2 separate regions of the Mus musculus genome follow, and region 2 is linked to region 1. A link is a contact called in public ChIA-PET data. All regions are on one chromosome and are shown on one strand. The core of a region is the stretch at or near the end of the contact, and the rest is flanking DNA. Distances in the headings are between cores, read along the strand shown. Region 1 has its middle 37 kb from the start of Capsl. Region 2 overlaps Spef2 (sperm flagellar 2).

Region 1 (4,154 bases), core at 976-3,475:
TCTCTGAATGGTCATTCCTTCAGTCTCTGCTCCACACTTTGTCTCTGTAACTCCTTCCATGGGTATTTTGTTCCCCATTCTAAGAAGGAACGAAGTATCCACACTATGGTCTTCCTTCTTCTTGAGTTTCATGTGCTTTGTGAATTGTATCTTGGGTATTCCGAGCATCTGGGCTACTTTCTACTTATCAGTGAGTGCATATCATGTGTGTTCTTTTGTGATTGATTTACCTCTCTCAGGATGATGCCCTCCAGATCCACCCACAGTCTCAGTGCAAAGGAGAAACAAAATGTGTTGAATTAGGTATAGACTGAGGCAGAATCCCTCCTCAGTCTGAAGGACTAGTTTCTTACCACTCTCTTGTTCTTGCTAGGATCTTCCCCACCCCCCCCCTGCATAGCAGTTCATTTACTCTGCGTGGTTTATATGCACGAACATAGTTACAATTCAGACACACACCACTCTGCAGGAAGGCGTGGCAGCCCTCCATCTCACCTGCCAACTGACTCAGCATGTAATGTAATGACTCAAGGTGGCTTGCAGGTAAAAATATCTTGATAATTATTTACTGACCCTCATGCTCTTCTCTGGAGTGGGCATGGGGCAGTGAATTTGATGCTACCAGTGGCTTGTAAACCAAATTGACATCCAACAGTTAATAGATCAGAGACTGCGGGGAAGGAGGACAACCTAGCACTGAAATTCTCCTTTCCAACTCTCACATAGCCTTTCAGGTAGACAGCTGGAGCCCATCATATGGCACTGTGTGAGGGAATTACAAATTTTGACAGCCTGCCCAGACAATGCAAGCATATTGCACTGCATATCCTATTCATGGGGTTAGATAATGGATATATTCCTTCAGCTGCCTTGGCCATTGTAGATTGGACCATACAAGCAGGAAGTGGTCCCCACCTTCATGAATCTACCTACAGTTAGACTGTTATGTTGATATTTAATCAAGGAGTTAGCTAGTGTGTGGGTACTCTGCTTCTTCTGCTTGATAAAATTGTATTAGCATCCTGTGACTCACATATATTCTAGGTTTATGCAAATCTATTTTGAGCACAGAATACAAAATATATAGCTTCCAACTTTCCAAATTGTCCAACAAGCTTATTTTCTTAGAAACTATTATTATTTTAATTAAAATATCTATTAGATGAAGTAAAAAAAGTTTAGTCATAGGAATGCTTTGACTCAAAGGGAAAACAAAGATTTTGGAGGGGGCTTTTAAAATCAAGAGCTTCTCAAATATAGGAACAAGGTTTTAAATGTTAGAAATGCCATGGCTCAAAGTACAAACAAAAGCTTTAAGGATCTGCTGTATAATAGATTAGTTTGACAGATCATTTTCTCAGCATGATTTAACTTCTCCAAGTTGCTTAGATGAAAATTGTGTACTCAGGTTAGAGCTAGCCAAGTTCTTTTGTTCTAACAACAACAAAAAAAATCCCTCACCAAGTTAATGCCTCAAATTGTTTCTTCTAAACTAGATGACGGGTGGAATCTGTTGAAAGATATATAAGCAAATGATTGATGGTGCTTCTGAGAACATTGCTGTGAGAAGACATTCTCTCTGGTGTCTGGGTTGGTGCGGTGAGAGGCTGTGGTGAAGCAGCCCTTCCTCTCTGAGAATACAGCGGCCTTCTTGTTTAATTCTCACACCTGCTTTGCCAAAGCCAGTTTTTTTCTTCCCCTCAGAAAAATGTAATGGAAGTAAAACTCACTGAGAATGTAAACCACCCACAGGCAGCTGAGTTTCTGATATGGATCTCACATGTAGCAAAAGGTAAAGTACATCACAGGAAAAAAATCCTCAAAAGGTCATCGTTTTCTTTCTTTCTTTTCTTTTCTTTTTTTCTTTCTTTTCTTGTTTTCTTTTTTTTTTAATCACTCGTATTGGATTCTTCTCCTGATTCTTCAGAACAGAATTTACTGACCTTTTCACTTGGCACTCAGACACTGGTATTGATCTCATAGCATCTTTCTCTGGTGCTCTAAGATACCAGAGGCTGGTATCTTAGAAACGCACAGGCTGTGTGCAGAACTCATGATAAGTCTGAGGGAGACTCAGAACAGGAAGGGAACCTCACATGGAAAGAAGATGATGGATGGCAGAGTGGCTTGTTCCTTCCAGGGCTCACTTGGGTCTTGGCTCTTCTACACTGATGAGATGAAGTACATCACAAATATGGGGTATTATCTAATGCCATTCACTGCCTTACTAAGCCCAGGACATTCCCTTCGTTTCCAAGGGAACAGAGAAGGAAAGTACCATTCCACAGGTTTCCTACTTACTCATGCCTCAAAAGTCATTTAGCAGTATCATTCAAAATACATTTACTTAAGAGTGTCATTGAAGCTACAACATGCATGCAGTAAATCATGGGAACTTGAGCTTAACTAATCAGTTACTTAGAAAGTGTTTGAGTTGAAATTCACACTTATTTCTTATAAATTAAAACCCAAAACAAATGTTAAATAAATCAGTAATATAACAATACTTAGAAGGGCTGTGTCTTTCTATAGCCATATGTTTATGGGAGATATTTATTTGTATGTAAATATAATCTGTATACTAGTGGCAAAAATATTGCATATAGCTTTAAAACAGTGCCAAGCCAATAGTGACTTGTCATTTTATCACAGAACTGTCGCTCAAGCTATTTTCTCCACAGTGAGATGTTCTCATATGTAAATATTATCTTGACAGCAAACAGTTAAGTAGACATCAAATAAACACTGGTTTTGAAGCAGCATTCTGTTTGATAAATAAGAATATTGATGGTATTTATACTATACATGCTAAATATTTTATTTAAAATAAGGTGTGTTTCTAGTGGTAAGCTCTATGTATATGAGGTATCTACTTGTTATAATGAAAAAAAAAAAAAACCAACTGGGGCATCCTCTCGAGTAACCAGAAATTAAGATTTCTGTGAGCTATCAGTTTAGACATTTATAAAAGCACGTCATTTGGTACTTTCTGAGAGATTTTGCTTTAAGAAGTTCTGACTTAGCAGATTTTTTTTTTTAATTAAAGGTCTGAAACAGCAACTGCTTCAATAGAACAGAACATCTAACTCTGCCAGTAAATGACTTGCAAAGTGTGCTTTCTCTCACCAGCTAACATGTCACTTGCATCCTGAGGCTCTCTGGCTGTGCTTTTGTTTGTTGATAAAAATGTAATACTTTATTATAATGTAGGATACTTTACCTTAATGAACTGTATAGCAGTGAACAGGAATGTATATTGTTTAGGACTGGGCAAGTGTTTATTTTGGTGCATACCTTAATCTAGCTTTGTGGTGTTTTTATTGGTGACCCTATTACAGCAACGTGATTGTGCTTCAGAGATATTTATAAATATCATTGGTGTGATGCTTCTGTTACAGGTGATAACATTTAACTTGGAAAGTGGTGAGTCTTTTTAAAATGCATGACACAGTTACTCATAAAATTACCATTTTAACAGCCAAGGATAAGATATTATGACACAATTTGCTATTATTATTGCTTTCTATTCTTTCCACAGGGTCAGACTATGTTCACCTAGGAGGCTTACCAACTTCATCTCATTTTCAGCTTTGAGTTGCACTTCTACAACCAAGAAGGATAGAATAACTCTATTACTAGTACAAGGAGGCCAAGAACAAGGAGGGAAGAAGGGGAGGGAGGAAGGGAAGGAGGGAGGGAGGGAGGGAGGGAGGGAGGGAGGGAGGGAAACTAGATGCTAATTACTGTTCTTTGTTCTAAGTACAGTTACCTAGCACAGAAAGCTAGGGTTGATCTAATCATGAAAACACACATCTTGGCCAGACTGATAAGTTGGATCCTGCACCCTACATGGCAATTGTTTTGCATCTGTCTGTTGCCCATTGGGTAACATGCATCCTGTTTTCCAGAGTGCTCCCTTTCCTGTAAAATGCCCCTTCCTCAAGTTCTATCTCTACATCTGTTTGACCTCATTTATGCGATAAAATCTTTATCCTAAGGCTTAATCATATCATTTTATCCATAGAGTATTTATTCCAGGACTTACCCTAAGTAACAAAATTCTTAAATCCTCAAGTCCTTTATATGAAATGACATCATTTTTTTGCTCATAAGTTCCACTCATCTTGTACATATACAGTATGGACACAATGCTA
Region 2 (4,154 bases), core at 860-3,359, 230 kb after region 1:
TAAGGCGAATATACAAAATATACAAAGATCTCAAGAAGTTAGACTTCAGAAAATCAAATAACCCAATTAAAAATGGGGTACAGAGTTAAACAGAGAATTTTCAAATGATGAATTTTGAATGGCCAAGAAGCACCTAAAGAAATGTTCAACATCCTTAGTCATCAGGGAAATGATAATCAAAATGATCCTGAGGTCTACCCCAATCAGAATGGCCAAGATAAAAATCTCAGGCAACAGCAGATGCTGGCAAGGATGTGGAGAAAGAGGAACACTCCTCCTTTTTCAGTGAAATTGCAAGCTCGTACAACCACTTTGGAAATCATTCTGGAGGTTCCTCCAAAAATTGGAAACTTTTCTATCTGAAGGTCTAGCTATACCACTATTGGGCATATACCAGAAGATGCTCCAATATCTAACAAAGACATGTGCTTTACTATGTTCATAGCAGCCTAATTTATAATAACCAGAATCTGGAAACAACCCAGATGTCCCTCAATGGAAGAATGGATACAGAAAATGTGGTACATTTACACGATGGAGTACTACTCAGCTATTAAAAAGGATGACTTCATGGCTTTTGCAGACAAATGGATGGAACAAGAAAATATCATCCTGAGTGAGATAACCCAAACCCAGAAGGACATACATGGTATGAACTCACTGATAAGTGGATAGTAGCCTAAAACTCAGAATACCCACTGTACAACTCACAGACTATTTGAAGCTTAATAAGAAGGAAGGTCAAAGTGTGGGTGCTCCAATTTCACTTAGAAGGGGGAACAAAATAATCACAGGAGGCATGGGGAAGGAAGGGCCTGACTGAGGGCGGCAAGGAGGGAAAGGCAGAAGGTTGGGGGAGGGGAGGGAAGGAAGGATGATCATGTATGGGGAATTAAAACAGGAGAAAAGTCCAGAGGGTCAGGAGAATAAATAGAACTATGTATCAGGGGAGGGGCACAGACCACTAGAAAATCCCAGATGCCAGGGATGCAAGAGGCTCCCAAGACCCAATGGGGTTGACATTAGCTGAAATATCCAACAGTGGGGAGATAGAACCTTAACAGAACACCTCCAATAGATAGACATGGCCCCCAGTTGAAGGATGGGGCCATCTACTCATTTCAAAATCATTTACCCAGAATTGTTGCTGTCTAAAGGAAACACAGGGACAAAAAGTGGAGCAGAGACTGAAGGAAAGGCCATCCAGTGACTGCCCCACCTTGGGATCCATTCCATCTGCAGATACTAAACCCTAACACTATTGCTGGTGTCAAGAAGTACTTACAGAGAGAAGCCTGGTATAGCTGTCCTCTGAGAGGTTCTACCAGTACCTGACCAATACAGATACAGATACTCACAGCCAGCCATCGGACTGAGCACAGGAACCCCAGTGGAGGAGTTGGGGGAAGGACTGAAGGAACTGAAGAGGATACAACCCCATAGGAAGAACAACAATATCAACTAACTAGACCCCCCCCCAGAGCTCCCATGGACGAAACCCACCAACCAAACAGTAAACATGAGTGAGTCCATGGCTTCCATTACATCTGTAGCAAAGGATAGCCTTGTCTGGCATCAGTGGGAGGAGAGGAGCTTGGTCCTGTAGAGGATTGATGACCCCGTGAAGGGGGATGTTAGATGGTTGAGATGGGAGTGGGTGGGAGGGTGGGGGAGCACCCTCTTAGAGGCAAAGTGGAGGAGGGATGGAGTTTTCAAAAGGGAGACTGGGAAGGGGAACAATATTTGAAATGTAAATACATTAAATAATTAATAAAAAGAACCATACACATGCATAAGGAAATTGTAAGGGACTTTTTATTTCTAACAAACAAACAAACAAACAAACATCAATAACAACAAAACCAAGGGAAAACAGCAAACAAAACTCAGCAAAGATGCTGCACAAAAAGAAGTGCACTGGGCTGACAGTAACAAACTCCTAACAAAAGTCAACAATTTCCTGCCAAAGAAGTATGCCATGGGCCCCAGGATGTGGGTAAGACAAGTGTGTTCCTGTGGTAATCATTTCCCAAACAAGAAATATAGTTAGAAACACAGAGCTTGGTTCAGTTGTGGCCTAACAAGTCTCCTGATTTATGAGAAAAAGAACAGAGTACACTAAACTGTTTTGAGGAACAAGTACTGAGTTGTGAATCAGCTAAAGCTGTCAGATGGTTCAGCTTTAGTCAGACAGCAATGGTTTCTTAATTGATGATGGAAAGAAATAGCTTAACATAGTTTGATATTTATCAAAAACATCTTTTCTCACTGGACTTTACTATACACACACACACACACACACACACACACGCACACACACACACTAGTTGTGGTGAGGGTAGTATTCCACAGCCACAGTAAATAAAAATCTATATGTAGCTCTTAAGGTTTTAGTCAGTTAAAAAATAAATAATAATCCTATCAAGGATATAAATACACTGTCATTTCATTAGAACAAGATGGGCGTGGTGCGTGCCTTTAATCCCAGCACTTGGGAGGCAGAGGCAGGTGAATTTCTGAGTTCAAGGCCAGCCTGGTCTACAGAGTGAGCTCCAGGACAGCCAGGGCTACAGAGAGAAACCCTGTCTCGGAAAAACAAACAAACAAACAAACAAACAAACAAACACCTATAAGGTTGCAGACCCCTTTAGCTCCTCCATTGGGGGCACTGTGATCCATCCAATAGCTGACTGTGAGCATCCACTTCTGTGTTTGCTAGGCCCTGGCATAGCCTCACAAGAGACAGCTATATCTGGGTCCTTTCAGCAAAATCTTGGTAGTGTATGCAATGGTTTCAGCGTTTGGAGGCTGATCAGGGGATTGGGGGGAGGAGAAATGGGGGACTTTTGGGATAGTATTGGAAATGTAAAATGAAGAAAATACCTAATTAAAAAAAGGAAAAAAAAAACAAGCAACAAAACAAAACAACAAAAAAAAAGAAAGGAAGAAAGAAAGGAAGGAAGGAAGGAAGGAAGGAAGGAAGGAAGGAAAGAAGGAAGAAGGAAGGAAGGAAGGAAGGAAGGAAAGAAAGAAAGAAAGAAAGAAAGAAAGAAAGAAAGAAAGAAAGAAAGAAAGAAAGAAAGAAAGAGACAAGATGTACATTTGGTTCCCCATAAGCATGTATAGTTTTCTTAACTTTACTGCAGTCTTAAATTCCTTGGATATCTACACGTCAGTGTTGTTTTGCCCACTGCCCTGGTCATTGCCATGAACTCCTTTTATGTGTCCATCCTCATAATTAATGCCTATCATCTATTCAATGACTGTCAGTGATGCACTAATCCCCTTTCATTCATTCCTATTTTCATTGTGTATTTGCTAACCTAGAAGCTAGCGATACTTGAAACCATAAGTGTTCCCATTCTGCACTCCATGGCTGTACCATTTTACCCAGAATCTGCATTCAAGAACACTGCTTTTATATCTTCAATTCTATGGGTGAAATGAAGTGTGACGGGGAGAGTTGGGGGATAAAATTAGTATGTATTGCTTTAATCTAATGCATAGTCCATTGGGCTACATATTTAACCTTTACCATCTAAAATGAACTTAATAAAGACAAAATAAGTTCATCAACAGCATCAGCATCATTACTTCATAAATTGAGGTATCAAATGTCTCCAGTGCTTAGAGATTAGAGACCAGAGGTCTACAGTTAGTTGTGAATAAAGTCCACTGTTTAATCCCAAAGGTTTCTGAATAACTTTCTAACAGGGAGGTGGTATTTCCATTTCCTTAAAACATTAGTGATTTCTTTGTTCTGAACTCTTAATATAAATATAACATAAAGTGGTATAAACCACATGTATTGTATACTTATATCAAATTATCATATTTATTTCATAAATATGTATAATTTAAATGTAAAATAACATTGAACTGAAAAAGTATACAGACTATGCAATTTTCATCCAAACTTTTATTATTTGAATAAAATACTATATGAATTTATGCCACTCTAAACCATAACCACTTTCTTTTCCATTTTTCCTATGAAACAATATACAATTGAGCTAACTTACTTTGAAAATTATCTTTTAACAATTGTTTTTGAAACAAAGGTAGACAGCTCATGAAAGAAAAATTCTAGCAAGGCATTCTTCTGACCCCTGCTTGCTCAATATATCACACTTAATTACTTTTAGACTGATCTA

The links. ChIA-PET counts read pairs in DNA pulled down with a chosen protein or histone mark.
Region 2: an RNA polymerase II ChIA-PET map of memory CD8 T cells shows a contact between it and region 1, with 28 read pairs. The contact joins two enhancer-like sites. A contact is called at or near these places in 1 of 484 Hi-C or Micro-C datasets (macrophages) and 3 of 115 datasets of contacts at active chromatin or transcription factors (the 230-238 cell line, large pre-B cells and memory CD8 T cells).

The regions. Positions count from the first base shown.
Region 1 is chr15:9,470,761-9,474,914 of GRCm38.p6, forward strand. No RefSeq gene overlaps it. Among named protein-coding and RNA genes, the nearest start is that of Capsl, 37 kb to the left of the region's middle. Within about 2 kb of position 2,226, at least 46 of the 459 cell types and tissues checked have an H3K27ac peak or open chromatin away from gene starts, as enhancers often do. A contact at or near this core is called in memory CD8 T cells, where this site is marked.
Region 2 is chr15:9,700,017-9,704,170 of GRCm38.p6, forward strand. All of the region lies in intron 10 of Spef2 (sperm flagellar 2), which reads right to left. Among named protein-coding and RNA genes, the nearest start is that of Spef2, 47 kb to the right of the region's middle. Within about 2 kb of position 2,110, at least 44 of the 459 cell types and tissues checked have an H3K27ac peak or open chromatin away from gene starts, as enhancers often do. A contact at or near this core is called in memory CD8 T cells, where this site is marked.